2 separate regions of the Anas platyrhynchos genome follow, and region 1 is linked to region 2. Evidence: chromatin contacts called from public Hi-C data. All regions are on one chromosome and are shown on one strand. Each heading gives the region's core, a stretch centred on a gene start, on an enhancer-like site or on the middle of the called end of the contact. The rest is flanking DNA. Distances are from core to core; before and after follow the strand shown. Region 1 overlaps LOC110351498 (a long non-coding RNA gene). Region 2 overlaps AGPAT3 (1-acylglycerol-3-phosphate O-acyltransferase 3).

Region 1 (6,374 bases), core at 550-3,049, 130 kb before region 2:
TGAATGTCACAGATATGAGGGACTTGCAAGCAGGTGGGCAAATGTGGCAGTCAGTGGGGTGGAGTTGGGGGTGCTGTGGCATGCCTGGGGTACTATCCCTCCCCCTCCTTATTTTGGAGCCCATGAGTGAGCCTGTTTTCTCAAGGAAATCCTGGCTTTGCTCATCTTTGGTGGCATCACAGTGCACTTGCTCAGGCATTATCCTCCTACCTTCAGTCTGTGAAAGAACAAAAGCCCACACCAACCTCCCCTGTCACTAATGTGTCTGGGCTTTCTCCAGACACCAATATCACCTCCAGACCTATTTTATGGCTAGCCACAGCTGCAGCATGCAGGGAACTCTGAGGGTGGTCGGGCCCTGGCACAGGCTGCCCAGAGAAGCTGTGGGTGCCCCATCCCTGGAGGTGCTCAAGGCCAGGCTGGATGGGGCTTTGGGCAGCCTGGGCTGGGGGGAGGTGTCCCTGCCCATGGCAGGGGGGCGGAACCAGGTGGTCTTTAAGGTCCCTTCCAACCCAAACCAGGCTGTGGTTCTGTGAGTCTATGACTCTGTGAACCCAGCAGGACCAAGCCGAGCACATGTTGTCTGCCTGCTGTGGGACAGAGGCTCCTGGCCGGTCCTTGCTGTTTGGATTTGGCACTGGCGTGGCTGTGCAGAGGTACCACAAGTATTCAAATCTACCTCACCTGAACAGCAAACTGAAGGAAGATGGGCTGGCATGGGGCTGAGGCTAAGCTGGACCAACCTGCTGGCAATGATTTCTCTGTGCTGCTGTGCCCAGCTGGTTGTCATTAATATGAGCAGGGTGTGTGTGTGTGTGTGTGTTTTAACCACCTCTTGCTCTCCTTTAATAACTCTGCGGCCTCCAATTTTCCATGGAATGAGTATATTTTGTCTCTCATAGCTGTACAAATGATTCTGGGATGCTCATGTACCTCAGTGATGTGTGTGTATAGGTACGCATTTGTCCCCTCGTGGAATCAATGTGCAGCAAATCTCCCTAAGAGACCCCTGTACCTCAGAAGAAAAAGGGTTTGGCTGTGGACCAAGCGGAGTGATTTTATTGCAGTTTGGTTACTGCTTAACTTTCGTTAATCTGTGGTGAATGCACATTTTAAGTGAACAAGCACAAGTGATAATCTAAACGCTTTAAAACTTAGCGTGACTGGGCCCAGGGTTTACTCTCGAGTTATCATTAGAGCAGCATAGTCACGTTGAGCTGATACTGATAAACCCTTCTCATCCTTTGGTCTTCTGTCAGCCCTGGAGAGCAAGGGGAAAAACAAACTGAAAGGGCTCTAGCTAGCTGACTGCCCAAGACTACACAAAATTCATCTAAAAATAGCAAGTTGTTGTTATAATAGACATGCAGAAAAACAGGACAGATTATGATAAAGTAAAAGGCTCCCCCTTCTGTCCTTTGCAAAAAATTCACTTGAGTGAGCTCTCTATCAAATAAAACCTTGATGAGTAGAGCATGTGTTTAATTGTCTGAAGGTGCATCCCACATGGGAAACCCCGAAACTCATGTGGTGCCTGCTGTGGCAGTCCAGGAACACAGGTCTCGAGGGTGCTGTGCAGTCAAGAAATTCAGATTGTAGTTCAGCAGTTCGTGAACCTTGTCCTGAAGTGCTGACCTTCAGGGCACCGTGTGGCCCCACATGCTGTGCTCAATGCTGGAGCTGAAGTGTAGCAGGGAAGGAAGAAGGATCTTGGCTTTTGGAGGGTCTTTTAACCCTTTTTTTCATCTTAAAACGTGGTTTTAATTAGCTGACACTCTGTGTGGGCTTGCAAAGAGCCAAGGCAAGGCTGAAAGAGAGGAACTGTATGGTGGTTTCCATTTCAAAATGAAGTGACTCATAATCCAAGGCATTAACCCATGACCTTCATGATTATAAATTGATTTTGGTCTTAATTCACTTTTAAAGGACTGGGGTTTTCTTTGCCTTTTTCTTGAAGGCTCTAATTCCACCTCAGGACTGTGGAATCAGCCTGGGGAAATCTTTCATAAGCCCTGGAGAGGGGGGATGGAGCAGGCAAGAGCTGTAAGGCTACAATGCCTGTACATGCATGTGCAGGGTACCTCCAGCACTGCCCCTTGAAAGTGTTTCAGCTATAGCCAGCAATTCTGCTAACGTGTTTTCCAAGAGATGCCCAGTGGGTAGAAATCTCTGTTATTCCATCCCCCGAGGGCTATCAGGTCTGGAAAGCTCTTCACCCCCTCCAGACTAGCCTACTGACACGGTGCCCCGTTTAAGTAAACTTTCAAAGACACAGAAGTGGTTCAGGAGCAGTTTCATGCTGACCTTGGGACTGGAGCAAAACCTCGCTGAACTCTTGTGGTGTGCATTGAGGTGAAGGGTGCTTTTTGCCCTGTGCTGGTCCAGGAGCCAGGGACAAGCTAAACAATAACTTGGGAATTGAAGCCCAGTGGTCTTAAAGAAATGCAAAGCAGAGTTGTTCATGGTGCATGTTGTTTTTTTGTAGCTTAGGGTCAAATTCCTCCTTCCAAAAACCACCTGGTACTCGCCACATAGGGTCATTGAAAAGACAGAGAAGGAATGTGGAGTATTCCTCTGCAAGGTTATTTAGCAATACCACTTGAAGGTATCAATGCTCTGCAGCCTTGCTCCCTCACACTCATGCAACAAACACTTCTATTGATGGCACACTGATGAACCTCCCTGGTTCTCCAAGATGCTTTCATAGTAGTAACTCTGTCCCCACCAGCTCTCTTCCTTGTTGCTTACTATTAACATTTGCTTTTCTAAACAAAACAAAAAAAAAAGGTGATGTTTTGTATGTAGTTCATGTCATGAGTTTAGCATATTTTTAAATTATTATATTTTATTGAAAGAGAGGTGAACATTGACCAAGGGGGGCTGAGGTCTACCTATTTTCACCTCAGACTGCTCCCTGCCCAGTGTTTGGCACTGGTTTCTGTCTCTCCTGGAAAAGTCGTAAGTTAAACCGGCCTCCACAAGAGCCTCCTCCCCTCTTGATTTGACCCACCCTCTCACTGTTTGAGGCCCCACCAAACTGCCAGACGTTCCTGTCAAACTATTCCTGGCTCTGGCCGTCTCACACCCCAGCCATCCACAGAAGAAAATATGATGAGGAGCCCCAAGACCTGTGTTTACCTCCTTTTGCCAGGCTGAAATCACATCCTTTATGGGAAACTCGATGGGGAACCTTTGCCTCTGCTGCTCAGCCCAGCACTGCCCAGGTCTCCCACCCTCTGGACTCCTTGCCCTGTGCCACCAGCTTTGTCTTTGGAGGATGTATTTCTTTCCATCCGCTGGTAATTCCCTTTAGGAGCAGTCAGATCTTGCTCTCCATGAGTCACCATTACCCAACCTACTGTAATTTTGTAATACTTTGATAAGTTTCCTGCAGTGTCTTATTTGATCTGTTCCACATATTTTCCTCTGTGTCTAGTCACCCCTCATTCTGCTTCAAATCCTGCAATGCTTGCTTGTTCTCCCTCCTCGCTTCCCTGCTTTGCATTCATACTGAAAACTGAGACGTGCAAAGGTGTTGTGATCTGCTTTCATTATTTTTTTTCCCCTCTTGTGACTTTGAGTTAAAGAACAGAGAAAAGCAATGGGAAATTCTAATTTAGTAACAGTTTATTAAAGAAATAAATTGGTTACTGGTGCTCTTCAATATTAAACTTGTTATCTGTTCAATAACTGTTAGCTGGACTTCTCGAAAACCTCATTAACCAAGCATCTGGTTTTATAGATGCATTTCTTAAGGTCTTAGATGCTTCCTGCAACTATCTAGCCATTGCAGGGAACTTATAAACATATCCAGATAACTAGTGCAAGGCAAGTAAATCCCTTCAACACGATGCTCTGCTAAGCATTCAGGCAGGCTCCCAGACTCCTCCCTTGTAGCTCATGGCTATGTCACGATATACAGCTACCCACCTCCTTCAGATCTGTCAAAATCTATGCATTTTAATCACACTGCCCTCAGACCTCAAACATACATGGTGCACGAAGAGCTTTTCTGGAGTCCATACCAACTCAGAGCACCAGACCAGCATGGCCAAGGTGGGACTGTGTTGGCCATCCTTAGAAACGAAGGGTCAGTTTCAGCCCCTGTTTTTCTGCTTTCTCTCCCTTGCATGCCTAGGGAGCTCAGTAGAATCAATCATAGAATCGCAGTCATGTTGGAAAAGACCTCTAAGATCTTTAGGTCCAGCCATGTAGAGCTTAGGGATATGGTTTAGTGGGGACTCTTAGTGTTAGGTCAGAGGTTGGACTCGATGATCTTGAGGTCTCTTCCAACCTAGAAAAGGTGATTCTGTGTGATTAAACACCTCCCTTACCTGGCTCTCTTGCAGGCAGAAGGTTCCCTCACTCACACCAGTGCTACGGGCAGTACTGGGGACAGTCTGTGGGGTGAGCTACAACTCTACCATGAAGGGCTCATCCTGGGCAGCCAGGGGCAGGTGGTACTCCTCTCCACCATTTCCTTGATAGTTTTCAACTCACTGGAGATACCTCCCACACCGACTGCTTTCTAAAGCTTTGGATTTGTTTTGCACGACTCCCCACTACTGCTGTCCATGCTCCTTAGATCTACGCTGTGCCTACAGATACAAGGTGTGCAGCTCATTATTGCTTTATGTCTCTTGTTTCATACTGCTCTTACTACTGCAAGGGGCTGGTCCAAGCCCGATCCAGCCCTTGGGAGGTGTTTGGCACTCTGAATGTTACTCATGTGCTTTGAACCTCAGAGCCTGTGGTGGCCTGAGCAGAGGCAGCCCATCTGTCACCGCCTGTATACCTCCTGCCCTCATGTGAACGTGCATGATGCTCTCTGCTGCCTCTTCTTCAGATTTGGGGCAGCTAATTACCTCCTGCCGTTTGCTGTCTGATCAGTCCTGATGCCGCTCTTGCCCTTTTCTTGGATGCATAATTTGGGGGAGATAGTGACAGATCACTTCCACATCCCAGGGACTATTTGACCCTAAATTAATTAAAAGCACTTTCAACTCTACCCCTATTATAGCAGCTTTCAAACAGACTCTAACAACCTACACACTCTAATGATCATTTCACTAACAACCTAATTTACTACAGGATCTTCCTTAAGAGTACTGCTATGGACAGAAACAAACAGCTTTTAATCAGGGCTGCTCATTAGCAGCAGCAATCAGTTTGGCAGGTAGCACAGGCCACCGCTCTGCCTCTTGATGCATGTGCTCATTAACAGAGAAGGACGGAGGAGAGCTGAGACCTTTCGTCTTCAAAGCATTACTACAGATTGAACACCTTCCTGACTCAATTCAAATGCTGCTCTTCAGAGCTTACTGTGCAAAACTGGTTTTGGTCAGCATTATGGGCTTACCAAAGACAAATGCTCGGGAATCCAGTGCTTTGGATAATTTTTTTATATTTTTTTAGCTGAATATTACTTGGGGCATTGGATGTGTAAGCATGCTCACATGAGTTTGTGAAAGAGTTTGATGGAGGCTGGCTAGAAGGGATTTAGCTTGGGATTTCTCTGGGAGAGCAGGGCTTTGTGTGGTCTTGTTAACGAACAAGCTGACAGCAAATTCCTGGGATGCTGTTCTGTTTCTTCTCACAACTGGAGTAACTTGAGTGCCTCAGTCAAAACACATAATGATAAAAAAAAGACTAGGAAGACAGATCAATCCAAAAGTCGAGTAGTGCTCTGCTTTACTCAGTGCTGAAAAACCAAGCCTTTCCTCTTAGGTCCATTAAATAAATGATTTAGAGACAATGATGTATCCCTCTTATGGGGAAAAGAGGGTCTTGAAGCTTTCAGTAGGGGCTCTTCAGCTGAGGATGGGGGCTGCCATTAACTGGTTGTGGGTTCAACTGGAGCAAAGGCTAACATTTAAAATATACATCAATCAAAGGCTGCCCCCTCCCTCACAGTTTTGCAGGTTGTGTTTCAACCTGCTCTGAACTTTTATTGTGAGAACGTAGACTGAGCTTGGTGTTTGTGCCTGCAGGAAGAAAAAGGGAGCCCAGACATTACTGGAAATTTTCTCACATTATAAGGAATTAACCAGACCTAAATACCGAGTGGAGCTGCCATAAAATTGGTTTAAACTGAAGCTTTACTTGGGTGAGACTGTTTTTTACCCCAGGCGCTTTGAAACGAGAGGATTAAAGTAAAAGCTTTTGTTGCAGAGCTGTATATAAAATGAAAAGTACTCTCATAGCATGTTTCACATCACATCACCTACTTCAGAAGACTCACGCAGGCTTTCTGCTTTTCTGGTAGTAGCCCTCAGTTACCTTCTTCTGGATCCATGGAGGCAGCAGAGCAATGAATGAGGGACCTAAACCAGCTTCTGCCCGCGTCCCTCCTGCACTGTGCAGTGACGAACTGT
Region 2 (6,011 bases), core at 2,448-4,947:
AGGGACTTGCACTCAAGGTACCACAGCACCATTTTTTTGGAAGAAATGCTGTCCCAGGGGAGGCAGGGTGCTGCAGCCCTAATGGGGAAGGGGAGGACACATCCCTGATGAGGAAAGTGAGCAGACGACTTACCAGTTAGTGAAACAGCATGTAAGGTAGTTGCCACCTCTGATTCCTGGTGCTACGTGTGTGTTGCATATTTACCTAGATCCAGGGTGCACGTGCATGGATGTACATCTGGATAGTTATACACCGAGCAGCTGCATTCAGTTAAATTATTCAGTTAAATATCCTATGGCTTGGATATTATAACTGAGATGCAAGTTGGTCTCCTCTATTGTTGAGGAGAGAAGAGAAATGTTTTCATTAGTCTTTAGAAGAGATTTGGTTTCATAAAATTCTGTCAGATAGTGTTGCCAGGTGAAATTGCTAATTACCCTGTTGAAGAAGGTAATAACTATGTTGTTCAGTAATGTTGATTTATAACATGCTTGTGGACTGAATCGACGTTCTCAAGATGCTTTTCTGTACTTGAAGCTTCCGCACTGTATCAGGGAGGAAACCATTATAAAAAAAAAAAAAACAACAACTATTTTTACAGTCTTCTTGCTGAAAATTAAGCATGTCCTTGATGTGCCAGCAGACTTGGCTTAGGTAGAGAAAGGAAGCATGTAAGCTCTTGTTCTTCATATATGCGTATGAAGCTAACTGTGTAGAGGTAAGAAGCTTAGCTCCCTGGGGATGATCCAGTCTTTCTCCTGACAGGCTCCAGAGAAACTGATTAGCTAAATTAGTAAATGTTGTTGCTGTGAGTACCCTCTAGTGGTGGTACCAGTACAGTAACGATTTTAGCAGAGAGCTTTCAGCAAATGAGCTTTTTTTACTGAGCTTTTGTTGAGCATTGTTTATATTAATTGAGAATCTCCTCCTGTTAGAGCTATTAGAAAGAAATCTGTAAAACCTAGTTTTCGATTTGTTTATAGGATGCAGAAGCTATTAAAAGTGCATTAGAATATCTTCCTTCTGCTGCTGCTGACTCAAAGGCTTTAACTTGCACTGTGGAAACATATTCCCTGGTTGAACAACACCAGATAAGTTGTCTGTGGGATCACTGTGTCTGTAGCTCTCCTAAAAGCCAGAGTTATGTTTTTACTGCCTGCCCTGCTGGAAGAGGGGCCTGATGCCAATGTATGAATGTTAACAAAATGTTTCAGCTTGAGGGTAGGAGGTGTGTGTGCCTGCCCTATACAAACCAAGCAACTTCTTTCTGAGTTGATCCAGGATGTGGAGTTGTGTGCCACTGAGAAAGGAGACACCACAGACATGCCATTAACATGCTCACATATCAGAACATGAAAGAATGCAGGAAAATAAGTTGACTCTTCACAACTAGAAAGAGAATCTTAAAAGGCGCCTGTGCTCAGTGAGGTCAGGTCAGTACCCAGAGCTGGGCATGATTTTCCTGTGCACTCAGAACTCTGTCTCTACCTGTATGGCCAGAGAGGCAGAGGGAGAGAAGAAATGCAGCCTCTGTAGAAGATGTTTTCCTTAGAGTTGGTACACAGTGAATTTTTAACCACCCACCTCTCATTTCTTCATTTTTTCCCCTCATTAGCAGAATGTAACAAACAGTTATCCTGGGTTTTGTCACTTTTGCTTGACTTTTTCCAGCTCTGGGTGCTTCATTCTGAGCTCACTGGAAATCAAACAGTGGTGGTTCCAGTGAGAGGGCAATAGCGTTTTAATAGGAAATGCTTACTTAACTAATGTGCTCTAAAATTGATGGATGCTGATACAGTTTGACTTAGGAATCTGTGTTTTTGGCAGAGGATCAGGGGTTATTAAAGTCCCAGTTCTTCTGCACTTCAGAGCTCTGCCATTGGTGACAGTATTACTTCTAGTTTGTGCCCTTTATTAAATGGGAAGTCTTCCCTCATAGAGGTCTAAAGTCAAGCACCTAGATTTTGGCTTAATTCTTTTTCTTTTTTTTTTTTAATCTCTCTACTAAACTAGGAGATTTCCTCTGGAAGATATCCCTCAAGATGAAAAGGAAGCTGCAAACTGGCTTCATAAGCTTTACCAAGAAAAGGTAAATGGCTTTGCTTTCTTTTCTCCCTTTCAGGACTTCTAGGGAAGTGTGTTAAGGAACTGAGAAATGCCCACCATTCCTCTGAGGGGAGAGAAGAGATGAAAATATTGTAAATAATTTGGCAGCCATCCTTCAGACTGCTGGAAGGAACATTGCAGACGAGCTGTAAGGGAGCCCCTTGGCCACAGAGGGATGGCTAGTGAGTAGGCCTCAAATTGCTGGGAAGCACAATGGGATTCAGAGTTGAGGCTGAGTTGTGAAGACTAATAGCAATCTACCATCTCCTTATGTTCTTCATCTCCCAGATCTCTGTCATACACTTCTAAAAGCTCCATATTCCCTGTGACGTTTTTACGTACTCAAGAACTGTATGTTGGGGCAGCCACTCGAGGCTCTTTGCCGTAATTGTCCTTTGCTTTCATGTTGCTTTCCTCCTGCCTTCATGTGATACCAGTGCAGTGGTCTGTGACACAGTACAGATAGTCCCAGAGATCTGCTGCCAGGGACTGATGTACCACAAGGCCAGCGGGCCTTTGGAGGGCTTAAAGGTTTCTCTCATTTTTCTTTTATTCTGTTAGATGGTTACTTTCTTGACTGCAGACTTGAACAGTCCTGTGGGGAGGAAGAGAGAACTGTAATTTGCTTTGCCCAGCTCTAATTGGTAGATTGTTGAGCTTCAAATGTGTATCTTACTCTTCTGTGAGGGAAAATGTAGGCAGCAAGTTATAAGGGTCTGGAAGTTTCATTTTGTTCATTTTAACCTAATTTGTTTGAATACCTAAACTCTAATGTGATTCAAGTGGAGAGAAGTTACCTTACAAAGAGCAGTAGCGACCATCATCCATATGCCCCCCTAGTACCACACCTCCCTTCGGCAGGGCTATCAAACTGGCTTGTGAGTCAGTGTAATACAGGATTAGAGAGCTTAAAAAAGAAAAAAAGACACTTGAATCCTGTCTCCTGCTATCATGTATGTGCCTTTATCTAACTCCCTTGTCTTCGAAGAGACTCACAGAGGTGAGAATTCCTTCTGAAATTGTGTGGTTTGAGGAGCAAACATCAAGATGCGTTGTTGAGGGCCCTTCTTCCTCAGTTTCTTTGTTAAGCAGTAAATACAGGTGCAGCCCAGAGCATCCACTCTGCTTGGCTCTGTTCCTTGGGCACAGTGCTCTGCTGTGCTTGCAAATGGAGGTCTCGGTGTTCCTTGCTGATGTTTGCTGTACTTCATTCAACTTCGGCGAGAGGTGTTGTCAGGGGAGGTATTATTTATATATATGGGTATTGTATATATTGATCTTATGGTGGGAGCAATATGTTGTAACTGGAATCCTTGAAATCGATGCAGTGTACAGTGCTCCTGTACAGTAGGTACGTCCTCAAAAGGCTGTGTTATTGGCAAGAAATGCCTTGAGCTTCTCAGCCCCATCATAAGGGAAGTTAAAAGAAAACAGCTTAAGTAGAGGAAAAAAAAAAAAAAAAGAAATAGCCTAACCTGAACCATCCTTGGTAATGGCTTGGAAATCTCACAGAGCAGTCATACAAACCGGAGGGGGAATATGGGCATGCCACTCCTTCCTGTTAGTTGTTTTGTGATTGCATCTGTCTGCAGGCTCAGTTGAGAATGCAACTGCTCTGTTGAAGTTTTGTGGTTATGTACAGTGCTGTCTAAGCTGGTCAGCTTGTGCTTTGCCTTCTTTTAGTTGTATATGTAGCACTTTTCTGCTGTGACTTCCAGAAAAGTCAACATGATTTAGTAAGTAAAAACAGGAAGAAAAACATCCAGCAAAAAGGCAAGTATTGTCTGAATTGACCCCTGGCCTGACACTGCCCTAAATTCCTGAGAAATTAAGAGAGCAGATGAACATATTTGGTAGTGGAAAGGATAATATTGTTTCAGTTTTTATTGTGACCAACATGGCCTTCAAAGGACTAGTACAGTAGCCTTGGCAGCCAACAGAAATGCCCAAACAGCAAAAATGCAAAAACAGCAGATGGAAATGGATGCCATGTAGTCTTGACAGACATTTACCACAGATGACATCCTTGATGTTGTTCTGGAGTTGACTAGTCTTGGATTGCTTAATGCAAACATCATGAATGTTTTTTCATCTGTCTTCTTTCTCTCAGGATGCTTTGCAAGAGATGTATAATCAGGAAGGCGTATTTCCTGGCCAGCAGTTTAAACCTCCTAGGAGACCATGGACTCTCCTAAACTTTCTTTTCTGGGCCACAGTTCTCCTCTCGCCTCTCTTCACGTTTGGCTTTGGAGTTTTTGCAAGTGGATCACCTCTTCTTATCCTTGCATTCCTGGGATTTGTTGGAGCAGGTAATAAAAGCAGAGATGTTAAGTATAGTAACGTGTAACAGGATCCGTTAGCTTTAAGTTCTGTGTATTAATGAATATCAATGGGACATGCAGAAGAGTACTTGGGGCTCATTATGTAGTCTTTTTATCTTATATAGCATTTTTATCACTTGAAAAGCATTAATCCAGGCAGACTTGCCTTCATATTTTAGGCAGTATCTGTAGCAATCAATAGCAAGTGGGTCTTGTAGCCCATTGCTTTGGTGCCTAAAGGAGAAAATACTGACTGTGCACCTTGTTTGTGATACTTAAAAAATTAAAAATAAAATTAAAGTTCATATGCAGCTTCATGCAGTGCACAGCTGAAAAGCAGCATTTTGTAATTGCTACTGACTTCAGGCTTTCAATAACTTATAACTCTTCTTGTGTGTTTACATGTAACTTCCTATATCCTTGAACTGGTTTTAATATGTCTCCCTTTTCTCTGTTGTGTTTTAAAGCTTCCTTTGGAGTTCGTAGACTGATAGGAGTAACTGAAATAGAAAAAGGCTCCAGCTACGGCAACCAAGAATTCAAGAAAAAGGAATAACTGACAGCTGCAGTTCAGCACATATAACCAGACTATGGTACCTGATTAACTTCAGTTAAAAAAACAAACACTTAGAAACTATCTTTTTCTTAATAACTGATGACTAATATTAATGAATAAAACTTGAGCCAAGAATGAAGAATTTGGAGGCATCAACTGAAAAGAACGCATCAACTTTCTGCCTGTTTAAGGATTACTGTAGTCAAACTATGGGAGAAAATCTGGGGTGGGGGGGAGGAGGAAATTAATTTTTCTTGCTTTGTTGGGGGTCCATGGGTGGGGGGAGAAGAGAGGTCATTGGGCATGGCCATGTGCATCGTCAGATGACTGAATACACTGGTTTCTGTCAAGAGCACTACACTCACTTTTACAACAGGAGCCATTGAATGTTTCCTCTTGCTAAAGCCAACATTGCGTTTGTTGATTTTCAACTTTTTTATTAATGATCCAGGAAAAAACCATTCTTTAATTAATTATAGATGTTCACTGGATTAGTCTCTTTGGAAAGGTTGTGTTTTCATGGCTACAGATTAAATCCTATTTGTATGTTACACTGATACGTTTTATTTTCAGGCAACATCTTAAAACTTCTATAATACAAGAGAACACAATGGAGTTTGGAAGCAGGGCGTTACTGATCAGCACGTGACGTAGAACAGATCCACTAGTATTAAAAGAGTATAAAATTATCATCATATCTCCTGCCAATTGCTCAAGGCTGTTTAATTTCTAAGTATTACCTCAGTCTTGAGTGTTGTTAGCCCCGTTTCACATTGTGTATGTATGTAATTTTGAATCTGTTTGCGTTTGTTTTGTTTCCTGAATTAATTTTGACCGTGGGATTTGGAGTTGTGCAAAGAAGGAAATTTATTCAATTGTCCTGATGTTTTTTTTCCTTTTATTTCTGTTCACGTCTGTCATCACCAAAGTCCAGTTCAACCAAGATCCCTCAGTAAACTGGGGGATAACAGCAGAAACTAGCACAATAGTTTTCAAAATGTTGTATATTACAAACATTCTGAAAGGA

The links. A called contact is a pair of places that touch in the nucleus more often than the background predicts.
Region 1: a Hi-C map of skeletal muscle shows a contact between it and region 2, with 2.2 times the contacts expected there. The contact joins two enhancer-like sites. A contact is called at or near these places in 2 of 8 Hi-C or Micro-C datasets (liver and skeletal muscle).

Annotation. Positions count from the first base shown.
Region 1 is chr1:124,974,001-124,980,374 of IASCAAS_PekinDuck_T2T, reverse strand. The region is part of intron 1 of LOC110351498 (a long non-coding RNA gene); the gene reads left to right. Among named protein-coding and RNA genes, the nearest start is that of AGPAT3, 43 kb to the right of the region's middle. Within about 2 kb of position 1,799, at least 1 of the 8 cell types and tissues checked has an H3K27ac peak or open chromatin away from gene starts, as enhancers often do.
Region 2 is chr1:124,849,272-124,855,282 of IASCAAS_PekinDuck_T2T, reverse strand. It overlaps AGPAT3 (1-acylglycerol-3-phosphate O-acyltransferase 3), which reads left to right. Exons shown (of 10, transcript XM_072028185.1): 8 at 2,015-2,090; 9 at 4,218-4,416; 10 at 4,896-6,011. The coding sequence ends at 4,984. Among named protein-coding and RNA genes, the nearest start is that of TRAPPC10, 23 kb to the right of the region's middle. Within about 2 kb of position 3,697, at least 1 of the 8 cell types and tissues checked has an H3K27ac peak or open chromatin away from gene starts, as enhancers often do.